Regions from separate parts of the Mus musculus genome. Here regions 1 and 2 are each linked to region 3. The links are chromatin contacts, called in public Micro-C and promoter capture Hi-C maps. All regions are on one chromosome and are shown on one strand. The core of a region is the stretch at or near the end of the contact, and the rest is flanking DNA. Distances in the headings are between cores, read along the strand shown. Region 1 holds the start of Pcyt2 (phosphate cytidylyltransferase 2, ethanolamine). Region 2 holds the start of Slc38a10 (solute carrier family 38, member 10). Region 3 holds the start of Faap100 (Fanconi anemia core complex associated protein 100).

Region 1 (3,581 bases), core at 796-3,295, 240 kb before region 3:
CCAGTGTGCTCTACAGGATGCTCCCACAGATGGTGTGCAGCCTGGGTGGACAGCCGAGAGGGGTGAGAACTGCAGCTCTGGTCAGACACAATCTCTGTCCTTGGTGTGGGGATATTTGGGGAAAACTGAAGCAAATTGCCTTGATACAGAATTGTGATAATTTAGACTTGGTGTGTATATTGAGTGAAAAGTTTACACTTTCTTTCTCTGTGAATTTTCAGGGTCTTATAGGGGAAATCAATAACTTCTTTTAATCAAAGGGTTCAAGAAATTAAGGATCCCTTCACCTCTGGGCCTGGCAATTCTTGTATGTTATGTTTGTGGTGTTCTGTGACGTGGGCCTCTCCTGTGCCACATTGTTGATGTTGTTATTGGTTGTTGTTGTTGTTTTTTTTTTTTTTAACATTAACTTAGCTCATTTTTTAATCAGTGCTTACTTTTATCTTACGTTTATAATATGTGGTTCTACATTTCAATCAGACACATGATTTCTTCATGGTGTAGTCTGTAGGCCACACCTCCCCAGTCAACCGGCCTCTTCCCGCCCCCATCCCTGTCACGCAGTCTGGGAAAGGGAAAAGGGTCTGGTCCATCTGCCCCTATCCATACAAGTGAGAGACGGGGCCCAGAGTTGCTAGCAAGTTATCCTTGGAGGTGAGGCCATCCTGTGGCTAGCACTACCCCTTCCTATGTGTGCAGCTCCCACCAACAGTGGGTGAGACAGAAGAGGCTGTCGAGCGAGGGCTGCTGCTGCCCTGAAGACTTTCCCCTGCAGCTTGGTGTCCCCTGCAGCTTGGTGTCACTGACGCTGCTTCCAGCCAAAGCCCAGATTAAGACATAGGTGGGATGGCAGGTGGCCTCAGACAGCTTTCCTGTGCCTGGGAGGGTTGCGATTCGAGGGGTTTTCAGACCTGCCTGATGCTGCTTTTCTTTCTGTTAGGTGGCAGGATCCAATCTTCTCCTTGGCGACCCCCCTCCGTGCTGGTGAAGAAGGCAGCCACAGTAGGAAGTCACTATGCAGAAGCAGAGAAGAAGCCCCACCTGGGGACCAGAGTGACCCCCTTGCCTCAGCTCCCCCTATCCTAGGAGGCTGGTTTGGCAGGGGTTGTGCCAAGCGTGCAAAAAGGAAGAAAGTGGCATAGCCCGGAGTTGACAAAGAACAGTTGGCACTTTGCAGATGGCTTGACCCTTGTTCAGGGGCTCCGCCCGTGTCGCCGTGAAGGCGAGAGTGCCCCCTCCGGCTCTAGTGGGTGCCGGCTTCGCGGTGACGGTCGTCTTTAGCCATTTGTCCTTGTGGAAAGGCTCTCTTGCACTGCTGTGACTGCCCCGCTATGGGCTTGATCTTCAAGGACACCTCCCTCCTGTTCACCCCTGTACAAAGGTGGCAGCAAGGCCTCTGTGAGAAGAGCTCCGGCCCTTCCCAGGCCTGGCCAGCAGGAGAGTCCACCACTGCCTTACCTCACTCTCCAGGCTAGTCTCAGGGCCTCCCTCTTTCTACTCCTTATCACGTACAAGTGTTCACTTTATAGAAGCCTTTTTCTGTATTGGGTATGCGGCACAGGGAGAATCTAACTAAGCCTCCAGTCTGAGCAAGTCTTATTAAACATCTCTCAATTGCTTTGGTGTCCCGATGACTGTCACACGCACCACCGAGGTGCCTGCATCTGAGGGCCTGCATCGAGGCGCTTTTGAAGAACCCAGCCCCTGAAAATGCTTTTGGTTGGTTGGTTTTTTTGAAACAGGGTTTCCGTGTGTAGCCCTGGCTGTCCTGGAACTCATGAGATCCTCCTGCCTCTGCCTCCCAAGTGCTGGGATTAAAGGGGTCGCCACCACTGCCCGGCTCCTAAGAATGCTTAAGGCACGGGGTGAGCTGCACGCACAGTTGTGGTGCTAACCTGCCCCGTTCGTCTGTGGAGAAGTCAAATGCCAAAGCCCGGGCACCTGCAACACAGACCATTGGCCGCTCGATCTGGGCGGAGGGGGGTGTGGCCCGGCTGGGGGCGGGGCCCTGGTTGGCGCACGCCATTGGCTGCGCCAAGCGGGTGAGATCCGCGTGAGCACGCGCAAGCGTCGAGGGCGGGGCGACGGTACTGTGTGTCGCGGGAGCCGCCAGGATTTGCGGGGGGCCTCCGGTGCCATGATCCGGAACGGGCACGGGGCTGCCAGCGCTGCTGGGCTGAAGGGTCCGGGAGATCAGCGCATCGTGCGGGTGTGGTGCGATGGCTGGTGAGTGGGGCGACGAGGGGAGGGCGGTCACCTGGGCGTCACGCACCGGCCGTTGGCGGAACCGGAGTCTTCCGAGGCCGCACGAGGCAACCTGGCCTCCGGTCACTTAGGAGTGTAGCGTACAGACACGGGTGCATCAGACGGTGCGCTCCCCGAAAACCGGAAATGCGGCTGTCTGTTCGCCTTGGGCATTTACCCAAATTACCTGGGCTGGAAGGCTGTGAGCTTCTCTGGCAAATCAGCCCGTGACGTCTCCAAGAAAGTCCTGGAGCTGTCAACAAGCCGAAGAGATAAGATGTTGGCCTTTCTATAACTTACCATCTTCAGCCCTTCGTCGTGCCTACCCCTGGTGGATGAGAGGCATTCGGAATGGTCACCAGGGCTCCTCAGGGCATTCATGGCGGAATAGGCTAGACTTTGTGCGTTTCTTGTTTGTCTTTGGTTGGTTGCTGAGGATGGGAACCATAGCCTTGTGTGCTATATATGTACAGGCAAGTGCTCCATCACTGAATTACAACTTCAGTCCCCTTCTGTTCTTTTGCACCTGAGTCACCAGCTTTGACTTCGTGTCAGTGGACTATGACCTTGGCCCCACCATGGTGCCACAAGCCCAGATGCAGACTCTGACCTTTGATCTAGCCCTGCCTGTCTAGTGGGCACAAGGGCTGTCCTGGAATTTGCCCGTTATCATGTCCCACCTCCCACCCCGTGCACTGTGGTGTTGACATGATGATAGCCCACTAGGGCTCTAGAGGAAGCAGAGCAGAACCTATGGCCCAGCACTGGCCCATGGCAAAGAATACAGGTGGTCCCAGGGATATCCCACTGGGATATCCTCAGTGTCCAGCATATTGCTGGCTTCTGCATAGCTTGACCTTGACAAAGTACTTGTGGCCAGACCTAGATTTGAGGATAAAAGCAGGTGACAGGCACTTGTTCTCTCAGAGAGCTAAGCCAGCCCTGGGGGTGGGGAACTGTCCACTTGTGTCAGGGTGGAAGTATCTGCTCCCAATGCAGGACTGATCTCTTGTTTCCAAGCTTGAGTGTGGCTTGTTGATCCAGGGGGACTATTCTTGTTTAGGGTGCAGGAGGTTCCATATTCAAATCCTAGATAATCTCTTGTATCTTGCGGGCTGGGAGTGTAGCTAGCTCAGCTGGTATTATGCTGGCCCAGCATGCACAAGGTCCTACATTTGTTTTGTAGCACCCAACAGTTGGCTTTGGGTGGGAATCTCAGCAGATGGAGTCAGAAGGGTTGAGAGCTGAAAGTCGCCGGGCGTGGTGGTATACACCTTTAATCCCAGAATTTGGGAGGCAGAGGCAGGCAGATTTCTGAGTTCAAGGTCAGCCTGGTT
Region 2 (3,754 bases), core at 200-2,699, 230 kb after region 3:
ATATGGAAACACAGAAACGGGTCAGATAGATTGTGGACAATGACTTCACTTACAAACGATGAATACAGACACTTAGTATTTTGGTTTTTTCTTTTTAAAGATTTATTTATTTAATGTATATGAGTACACAGTTGCTGTCTTCAGACACACCAGAAGAGGGCATTGGATCCCATTATGATGTGGTTGCTGGGAACTGAACTCAGGACTTCTGGAAGAGCAGTCAGTGCTCTTAACCACTGAGCCATCTCTCCAACCCTATTCTGGCTTTGTATTCAATTACTCCTTTTTTTTTTTTTTTGTTCGAGACAGGGTTTCTCCACGTAGCCATGGCTGTCCTGGAACTCACTTATGTAGACCAGGCTGTCCTCAAACTCAAGAGAGCTGCTTGTCTCTGCCTCCTGAACGCTGGGATTAATGGCTCATGCCACCAATTGCTCTTTCTAGCTTTTCCTTTCTCTCTCTCTCTCTCTCTCTCTCTCTCTCTCTCTCTCTCTCTCTCTCTCTCTCATCTCTAGAAGCTGCTCTGCCTGATGCTGGAAGAATTTGTCCCTTGTCTGAGATCTTGCATGGGCCTCAAATTGTTTTCTAGGAGAGCCTCTTTAGGCAGCTTGAAGTTCCTCCTTGCATGCACAGCTCTGGCCTCCTGGAATCATTGTGGGGTCTTTCTTGGACCTCAGGTCCCTAGGCCTTCATTCACCACAGACACCACCATAAAGAACACTGCCAGGTGCCAGTAATCCACTTAGGTGTTGGAGCGTTCTCTTTTCTCTAGTCTCTTTAATGTCCATTACTCCAGGAAGAATTCTCATTAGTCCTTCCAGTACAGAAGCCACCATCTCTTGAAATCCTAGATTTCCCTAGTCTCTCCTTTTTACCTTTCCTCTGGTTTTCTTTCATATTAGGGCAGTAGACCATTTTCACCCACTTAGCGTATCAAACAGACACATCTCCATGCTCCCTCCTCCAGGCTGTTGTGACTTTGCTGAGTCTCTGAACCTCCCGGTGTCCCGATGATTTTTATCTGTAAAACGTTAAGTGCTAATTTTGTCCCAATAAGTTGGCATTCAGTCTAGACAGGTCCTCCAATTGTGACCCAAAATCCTTCCTGTGCGCAAGGACCTGAAAATTAACCCTCAAGAGCCCACTCCTCACCTGAAAGGTAGTCCTTCTCTTTCTCTCCTGTTGTTCCACTAGAGGTTGTACCCAGCAAATGACTCTTCTACCAGCGGCCACAGTCACTAGTCTAAGCCTGGAACCCCTAACCCAGATTGTAGCCCCGCCCTGATTCAGACCCCGCCCCACGTCCCGCCGTCCCTCCCCCCACATACTTCTTATTGGCCAGAGTTACGCCTAGCTCCGCCTCTGGGCCCACCCAAACCACGCCTCCTCGGGCATACACACCTACTTCTAGTTGGCTGGCGTCCCGCCTCATCCCGCCCTTTGATACCGTCACTTCCTGGTAGAGTAGGCTCCGAAGGCGGAAGTTTGGGTGCCGGAGGCAGCGAAGCGGAGCTGAGGTGTTGCTAGCGTTGCCTGCGGCGCTTCCGGGTTCCCGCTTCACTCTGGGGAGGCGGAGGCGGGAACCTGGAACCATGGCTATGAGGCTGCTGCGGAGCCTGGCAGGGTCTGGAGGCTGACCTCGCGACGCCTGTCCGCGGCCCCCCCTGCTTCAGGTTTAGGGTTATCTAGGGTCGCTCTGTCCTGGTCCCTAGACCCTCAAAATGACGGCCGCCTCCACCTCCAAGTGGGGGCTGATCACGAACGTGGTGAACAGCATCGTGGGCGTCAGCGTGCTCACCATGCCTTTCTGCTTCAAGCAGGTGAGTCGAGGGCGCGGGGGCATCAGGTTGAAGTGCTCGTTTGGTGGGAAGGGGGTGTGAGCACCGCGGGTCGGGAAGAGACCCAAGCAACGTCCCCGAAGCGAGTCGCGGTCCGGATCTGCGCGCTCAGCGGTTGCTCACACTGTACGGAAAGGCACAGAGAAGGATACGTTAGCGGATTGATAGTGGTTTTGTTGGTCCTGTTTTTGACTCTGACCGACTGCATGGCACGGAAGCATGCCGGTCCTCGGCTTCGGCTACTCACCTTTACTCAAGGCGATTTAAAGCATTCGTTTGGTCTGATCTGTATCATGTGTCACCGCAGTTGGAAAAGCCGGCATACAAAAAAGTTTGGTGTTATTTCTGTGTTGAATGCCACATGAAAAGATGGTCATTTCTACGTGGCTTTGTTGTGTCTGCCAGTGAGTTGCGGAAGCAGATGGAAACGTCAAATTGGGTAATGACTCTCTTAACAAAGGGAGTGGCGGGGTTCCCCGTCGCTCATCCATGCCACGCGGGCTGCTGTCCTGTTCTATTGAAACAGTGGGTTATCAAGGCAGAGACCACTCCTCCTATCTGATGACTCCCAGGAGATGAGGTGGAAGATTAATCCGGGATAGACATTTGGAAGTGAAAATGGGTTGTTGATAATTTAATAGTAGACTAACAACTACTTCGTGTGTTTTGTCGTTCACATCCCAGGCTAAAAATAGAAAACAAGTTTTTTTAATCAATGAGTTTTTGATCCTCAACAACCTATCCTGATTGAGACTGTATCTAGGGTTCCCGGGTAGGGTATTTGATATGGTTAATAGATGTAGACAGGAGGACAGAGCTAGATCCTCTGGGGTGACATCTGTGTTGTGAACCCCAGTGTTGAGTTGTTGGGGGATGGTTTTGGGTGTCTTTGGAGTGCCTACGTGTCCCAGTGTCCATGGAAACTGTCTGTCAGCAGAATTGCATCCTGGGACTTGAGTGTTGGCTGGTTTCGAATCTCCAAGTGAACTCTGTCATCCTTGCTGCCTGTCTGTGAAGTGTGACTGACCCTTTACTGGGGTCTGTCATAGCTGACTGGGAAATTAGCTGTTTGGGCTCAGGTGGTTGAGCAGTCTCTTGTGGAGCCTGGCTGTGCACAGGTGCTAGGCCTCTACCAGAGCAAACGGAGATGATGAGCCCAGTGAAGATCTGCTTGGGGAGAGCTTGGAACCCAGTGCAAGAGAGACCAGAAACAGTCAAACTGTGCCTAAAACCTGTCAGTTCCTATCACTAGATTGTTATCTCCTCCGGAGCCTTGGGGCAAAGCCATGAGTCCAGCAGAGTGGGGAATGTCTTAGTGTTTAGGGGGAGCTAAAAAAAAAAACCAAAAAAAAAACAAACCTTTGGGTTTAGAGCTAGTTTGTTTAGTGATTCCGGCAATTAAAAAGGAGAAACATTTTATTGTATTTAGTGTGTGGAAAACTGCATATATTTTAAATGCACACTTGATGAATTTTCATGAGGTAAAGGAACATATGTACCTTACTGTACACTTGAGGAATTCCATAATGCTGGCACACTTACCAGTTAGTTGTTCCCACCCACCAGAAGACGACTACCTGTTGCTCGACTGTGCCAGAGGTTGGATGTGGCTTGGTTTGACTTGGAGGAGGTGGGGTCATGGTGTGTGGGAGTCAACTTGTGGTTGATAATGCTATGTTCTGGATAGACCTGTGTTTCTCTGGGGGCACACACAGATCCTGCCCTGGGTGTGTGTGTGTGTGTGTGTGTGTGTGTGTGTGTGTGTGTGTGCCTGCCAGCACAGGTGTTAGATGCACAAGTGCATCATGTCCTCTGCAGTGTTTGGCAGGACCATTCTGGTGAGAGTTTGTTAAGCTTTGTTTGTTTACTTATTTTGAGCAGTTTTAGCTTTAACTGAGTAGAAAGCACAGGCGGCC
Region 3 (3,844 bases), core at 274-2,773:
GTGTGCAGAAGATAAACTGACGATGCTTCCAACCCTGGAGGTGACTCCGATGCTGCAAAGAATTCATCTCCCACTTGTTTCCACTCAAGGTGTCTTCAGAGCAGCCTGGGGCTTGGGCTCAGATCTGTTTCAGAGACCACTCAGAAATGATAAAATAGGTCCAGGCTTCACCCTTGGGTTAAAGTTGGTTTTTGTTTTTTTGTTTTCACTTAATTTACAGCTGGGCATAGTGGTCTGTGCCTTTATTCCCAGTACTCTGGAAGCACAGACAGGCTACAACTATAAAGCCTAAGAAATAAATATTTGGGGCTGGGGGGTGTCCAGTTCCAGACAGAGCTTTTTGTTTTTTGTTTTGTTTTGTTTTCATAAGCGTTGCTGTTGTAGAACTAGCTTTGTAGACCAGCCTGGCCTTGAACTCAGATCCACCTGCCTCTGCCTCCTGAGTGCTGGGATTAAAGGTGTATACCACCACACAGCTTTTATTTATTTAATCGTATGCTTTTGTACACATAAATACCTTAGTAAAAGATGTAGGAGCCCCTGGAGCTGTTGGGGGTTGTGAGCTTCCCTATGTGGATGCTGGGAATCAAACTTGGGTCTTCTGCAAGTACAGCGTGTGCTCTTACGGCTGAGCCGTCTCTCCAGCCCCAGGATGTTGTTCTGACATCTACACTAGGGTTACACTATGCTCTCTAAGTTCACAGGACGTTTTGTGCCTGGTTGTGACCCCACACACCTTTGTAGATTTGTCCGCTGTAATTTTCAGATGAACGTTCTTTTAAGAGTCAAGGTTGCCTGCGCTGGCTCCGAACTCAAGTATTCCTGCCTTCAGCCCTCCGAGTAGCTGCCACTTCAGAAGCATAGGCAGTGGTGTCTAGTTTCTGATGAGTGCTCTGGAAGAGTAGTATTTCATCTTGTACTTGGAGCCTCATTCCAGGGTAGGATTCTCCGCCTGCTCCCTCAGGGAGCCCCAAGAAGAGCTGTCATTGAAGAAAATGTGGTTTCCCTTAGACCCAGCTCATTAGGGTTTTCAGCATCCTCTGCTGTAGAATCACATCCTGCCGCGTTCATGAGTGGAGCAAAGGCTCTTCTGGATGGCTGGCCTGAAGCACCTTTTTCCCTATCAAGGGACTGAATGGTGTGCTGTGCCACCCTACTCCTGAAACCCCGTGCTATACGGGTGGTGCTCTCAAGTGCTGTCACAAAACGGTGCCAGGGCAAGTGCTGCATACAAGCCTTGCACCAGAGCAACCTCTGCTCAACAGGTAGGTGATCCGAGGCAAGGGCCCTGACGCGGGCCCCAGTGAACTTGCAGGACTGCATTATTTGGCTACCCTCTGGCTTTGTGCCTCCCGTTGTGGCTCTTTGCTAAGCCACGGTGTTTGGGGGCGTTCCCGCCCTCTAGCGGACCGTAGAGCAACTGTCCCCGCCCCTGCAGCAGGCTCCGGCCACGCCTCCGCAGCGGCCGCTTTACGGCGGAGGCCGCGCCGCGCCGTGGGCGGCCGTAAAGCCTGGAGGCGGCACCGCCCCTCCGGGCTGAGCTCTGGCCCGGCGCCCGCAGGATGGCGGGCGCTTCCTCGCGCGTGCACTACCTGTCGGACTTCTGCTGCCCGCTCGGAGGCCGAGCGGCGGGGAAGCCGTTTGTGCTGCGGCATGAGGCTGAGGTCTTTCTGTCCACCGGACGCGAGTTCGTCTATGTGTATGACCAGGAGGGCGGGCTGCTGACGGTGAGCGGAGGGCGGGAGGGCGGGCGGGCGGCGCCGTTCCGAGGTGAGCCGGGGCCGCGTGTGCCCTCGCCTGACCTCGCTCTCCTGGCGCCCAGGCGGTGTACCAGTTTCCCGACCAGGTATGGCACCTGCAGCTCCTGGCCATCCGCAGGGCACTCTACGTCCTGTGTGCCCGGACTGGCATCTACTGCCTGTCGTTGGACTCGCTGGACAGGTGAGGGGGCGTGGCCCCACGCGGCCGGCCAGTGACAAGTCGGGTCCCCAGGGAGGCCGGCTTTCATGTCCTCCTAGTTGTGAGAGGTTTGTCCCAGTAGTAGTCCCTTTGACGGCCACTGACAACACACTGGGGTAGGAAGCAGAGGACTGCGGTCTAGGCCGCCCATTCCCGCTCTCTAGTACCTGTGCATATGCAGGCGTGGCAGTTGTGTCTGCTTTTGTGAAGTTCTTAGCTGTTGAGGCTCAGGTAGTGAAGTCTGCAACCAGGAGCACCGCTATCACTGCCCTCCGGTGCCTGGCAAGACCTCTTGGAAGTGGGTCTCAGAAGACGGTGTCTCTGGCAAGCAGTGAGTGGCAAAAGCTCGTGTCCCTTGGCTTGTGCTGGAAGAACTCACCGTGCACAGCCCAGGCAGCCTTGGGAATAGTTCCCAAGCTGCCTCGATCTGCAGAGCTATGTTTCTGGCTGATCCTGTGTCAAGCGTGTGTGTGTGTGTGTGTGTGTGTGTGTGTGTGAGAGAGAGAGAGAGAGAGAGAGAGAGAGACCTACCTGCTGAATGGCCTGTGATGTCTCCTGCCTAGCCTACTCAGAGCAAGTCAGGTTACTGCTGAGCACGGTGTGAGTCTACCCCACCCAATACTGACTATGCTTCCATTGTTCCTGAAGGTCTGGGAGCCAGGCCTGTGAGGACAAAGAGGAAGCGGCTCCCCCCTACCCTGTGATCCATGTGGACCCGGATGCGTGTGTCCTCCCTGACGCTGCCCTCTGTGCCTTCACCGTGCTGGATGATATGCTGGTCACCCTGGCACAGGGCCCCACCCAGTGGAAGATGCAGCTGTTTGAGCGTCCCTGTGCAGGGGAGGAGCCTCTGCCCAGAGGCCAGATTGGTGAGGTGGAGTTGTCCACTTGCACCCCACCAGGTGGGGTGCCAGAGAAGCCTGCAGCCCCCCGCTTCCTGCCCGTGCTGTGCTGCGTGTTCCCACCAGACTCCAGGGCACCTCATGGTCACCCCCAGGGCTGTGGGTGCTTCACGCTGGAGGAGGCTCTCTTTGGTCTACTCTTTGGAGTCGATGCCACCCTCCTGCAGTCCCCTGTGATCCTCTGCGGTCTCCCTGATGGCCAGCTTTGTTGTGTGGTCCTGAAGGCCTTGGTTACTTCTGGGTTAGCCCCTGGTGACCCAAAGGTCCTGGTCAAGATCCTCCACCACCTAGAGGAGCCTGTGATCTTCATTGGGGCTTTGAGGGCAGAGCCACACGAGGAGGAAGCAGCAGGAGAGCTGCTGCCTGGCCAGCATGAACACTCTGACTGCCTAGTAGCCCTTGGTCACCAGGGCCGGACACTGGCCATCAAGGCCAGCTGGAGTGAGTCAGGGAATCTGGTGCCGGAGCTGCGTGAGTATTGCCTCCCAGGGCCTGTGCTCTGTGCTGCCTGTGACAGGGATGGCCACGTGTACCACAGCACTCCCTCAGACCTCTGTGTGGTAGACTTGACTCGGAGAGACAGTCCTTGGAACCCTGAGAAGCCAGACGGGGCCATAGGAGGTCTACCCTCTGTGCTGTGCCCAGCCAGCTTGAACATCTGCAGCGCCCTGGCTCTGTGTGTGACAGCAAGGGCACCTACAGGTATGAGCTGCCATTCGTCATCATAGAGGCGCAGGACAGGCTCCTCCCTGACGGTCTCTTCCCTCAGCTGTCCTTCTTCCTTGCCTTTTTGTTTGGTGAGACTTTTGCTAATTCAGCAGGTATGGGCCTTCCTCATCAGGCTCATCACAGACCAGAAGTTCACTCACTCCTGTCTTGGGGTCAAGGACCTTTGTATGTGTGTCCTCCCTGGAACACGGCTGTGGCCCCTCAGTTGGGCGGGCGCCACAAGCATACGGCTTGTGGGGTTGGTTTAAGAGCAT

The links. Promoter capture Hi-C pulls out the DNA fragments that hold promoters and counts their contacts. Hi-C and Micro-C count contacts between places; a contact is called where the count stands out from the background.
Region 1: a Micro-C map of stem cell-derived neural progenitor cells shows a contact between it and region 3, with 2.5 times the contacts expected there. The contact joins the promoter of Pcyt2 here to the promoter of Faap100 in region 3. A contact is called at or near these places in 1 of 39 promoter capture datasets (embryonic stem cells), 3 of 484 Hi-C or Micro-C datasets (embryonic stem cells and stem cell-derived neural progenitor cells), 2 of 115 datasets of contacts at active chromatin or transcription factors (extraembryonic endoderm stem cells and pancreatic cancer cells) and 3 of 9 other capture datasets (adipose tissue, liver and pancreatic islet).
Region 2: a promoter capture Hi-C map of neural stem cells shows a contact between it and region 3. The contact joins the promoter of Slc38a10 here to the promoter of Faap100 in region 3. A contact is called at or near these places in 3 of 39 promoter capture datasets (frontonasal cranial neural crest, neural stem cells and neutrophils), 1 of 484 Hi-C or Micro-C datasets (CD8 T cells), 8 of 115 datasets of contacts at active chromatin or transcription factors (astrocytes, bone marrow-derived macrophages, effector CD8 T cells and 5 more) and 3 of 9 other capture datasets (adipose tissue, liver and macrophages).

What each region holds. Positions count from the first base shown.
Region 1 is chr11:120,616,409-120,619,989 of GRCm38.p6, reverse strand. It overlaps Pcyt2 (phosphate cytidylyltransferase 2, ethanolamine), which reads left to right and starts at 2,045. Exons shown (of 14, transcript NM_024229.3): 1 at 2,045-2,226. The coding sequence starts at 2,138. It overlaps Sirt7 (sirtuin 7), which reads left to right. Exons shown (of 10, transcript NM_153056.3): 10 at 941-1,619. The coding sequence ends at 1,142.
Region 2 is chr11:120,149,046-120,152,799 of GRCm38.p6, reverse strand. It overlaps Slc38a10 (solute carrier family 38, member 10), which reads left to right and starts at 1,449. Exons shown (of 17, transcript NM_024249.5): 1 at 1,449-1,820. The coding sequence starts at 1,722. Gm11769 (a long non-coding RNA gene) reads right to left here and starts at 2,393. Exons shown (of 3, transcript XR_389232.4): 1 at 2,086-2,393; 2 at 1,402-1,962; 3 at 79-1,021.
Region 3 is chr11:120,376,425-120,380,268 of GRCm38.p6, reverse strand. Faap100 (Fanconi anemia core complex associated protein 100) reads left to right here and starts at 1,523. Exons shown (of 10, transcript NM_027980.2): 1 at 1,523-1,727; 2 at 1,823-1,941; 3 at 2,608-3,563. The coding sequence starts at 1,563. Nploc4 (NPL4 homolog, ubiquitin recognition factor) reads left to right here. Exons shown (of 17, transcript NM_001195023.1): 17 at 1-471.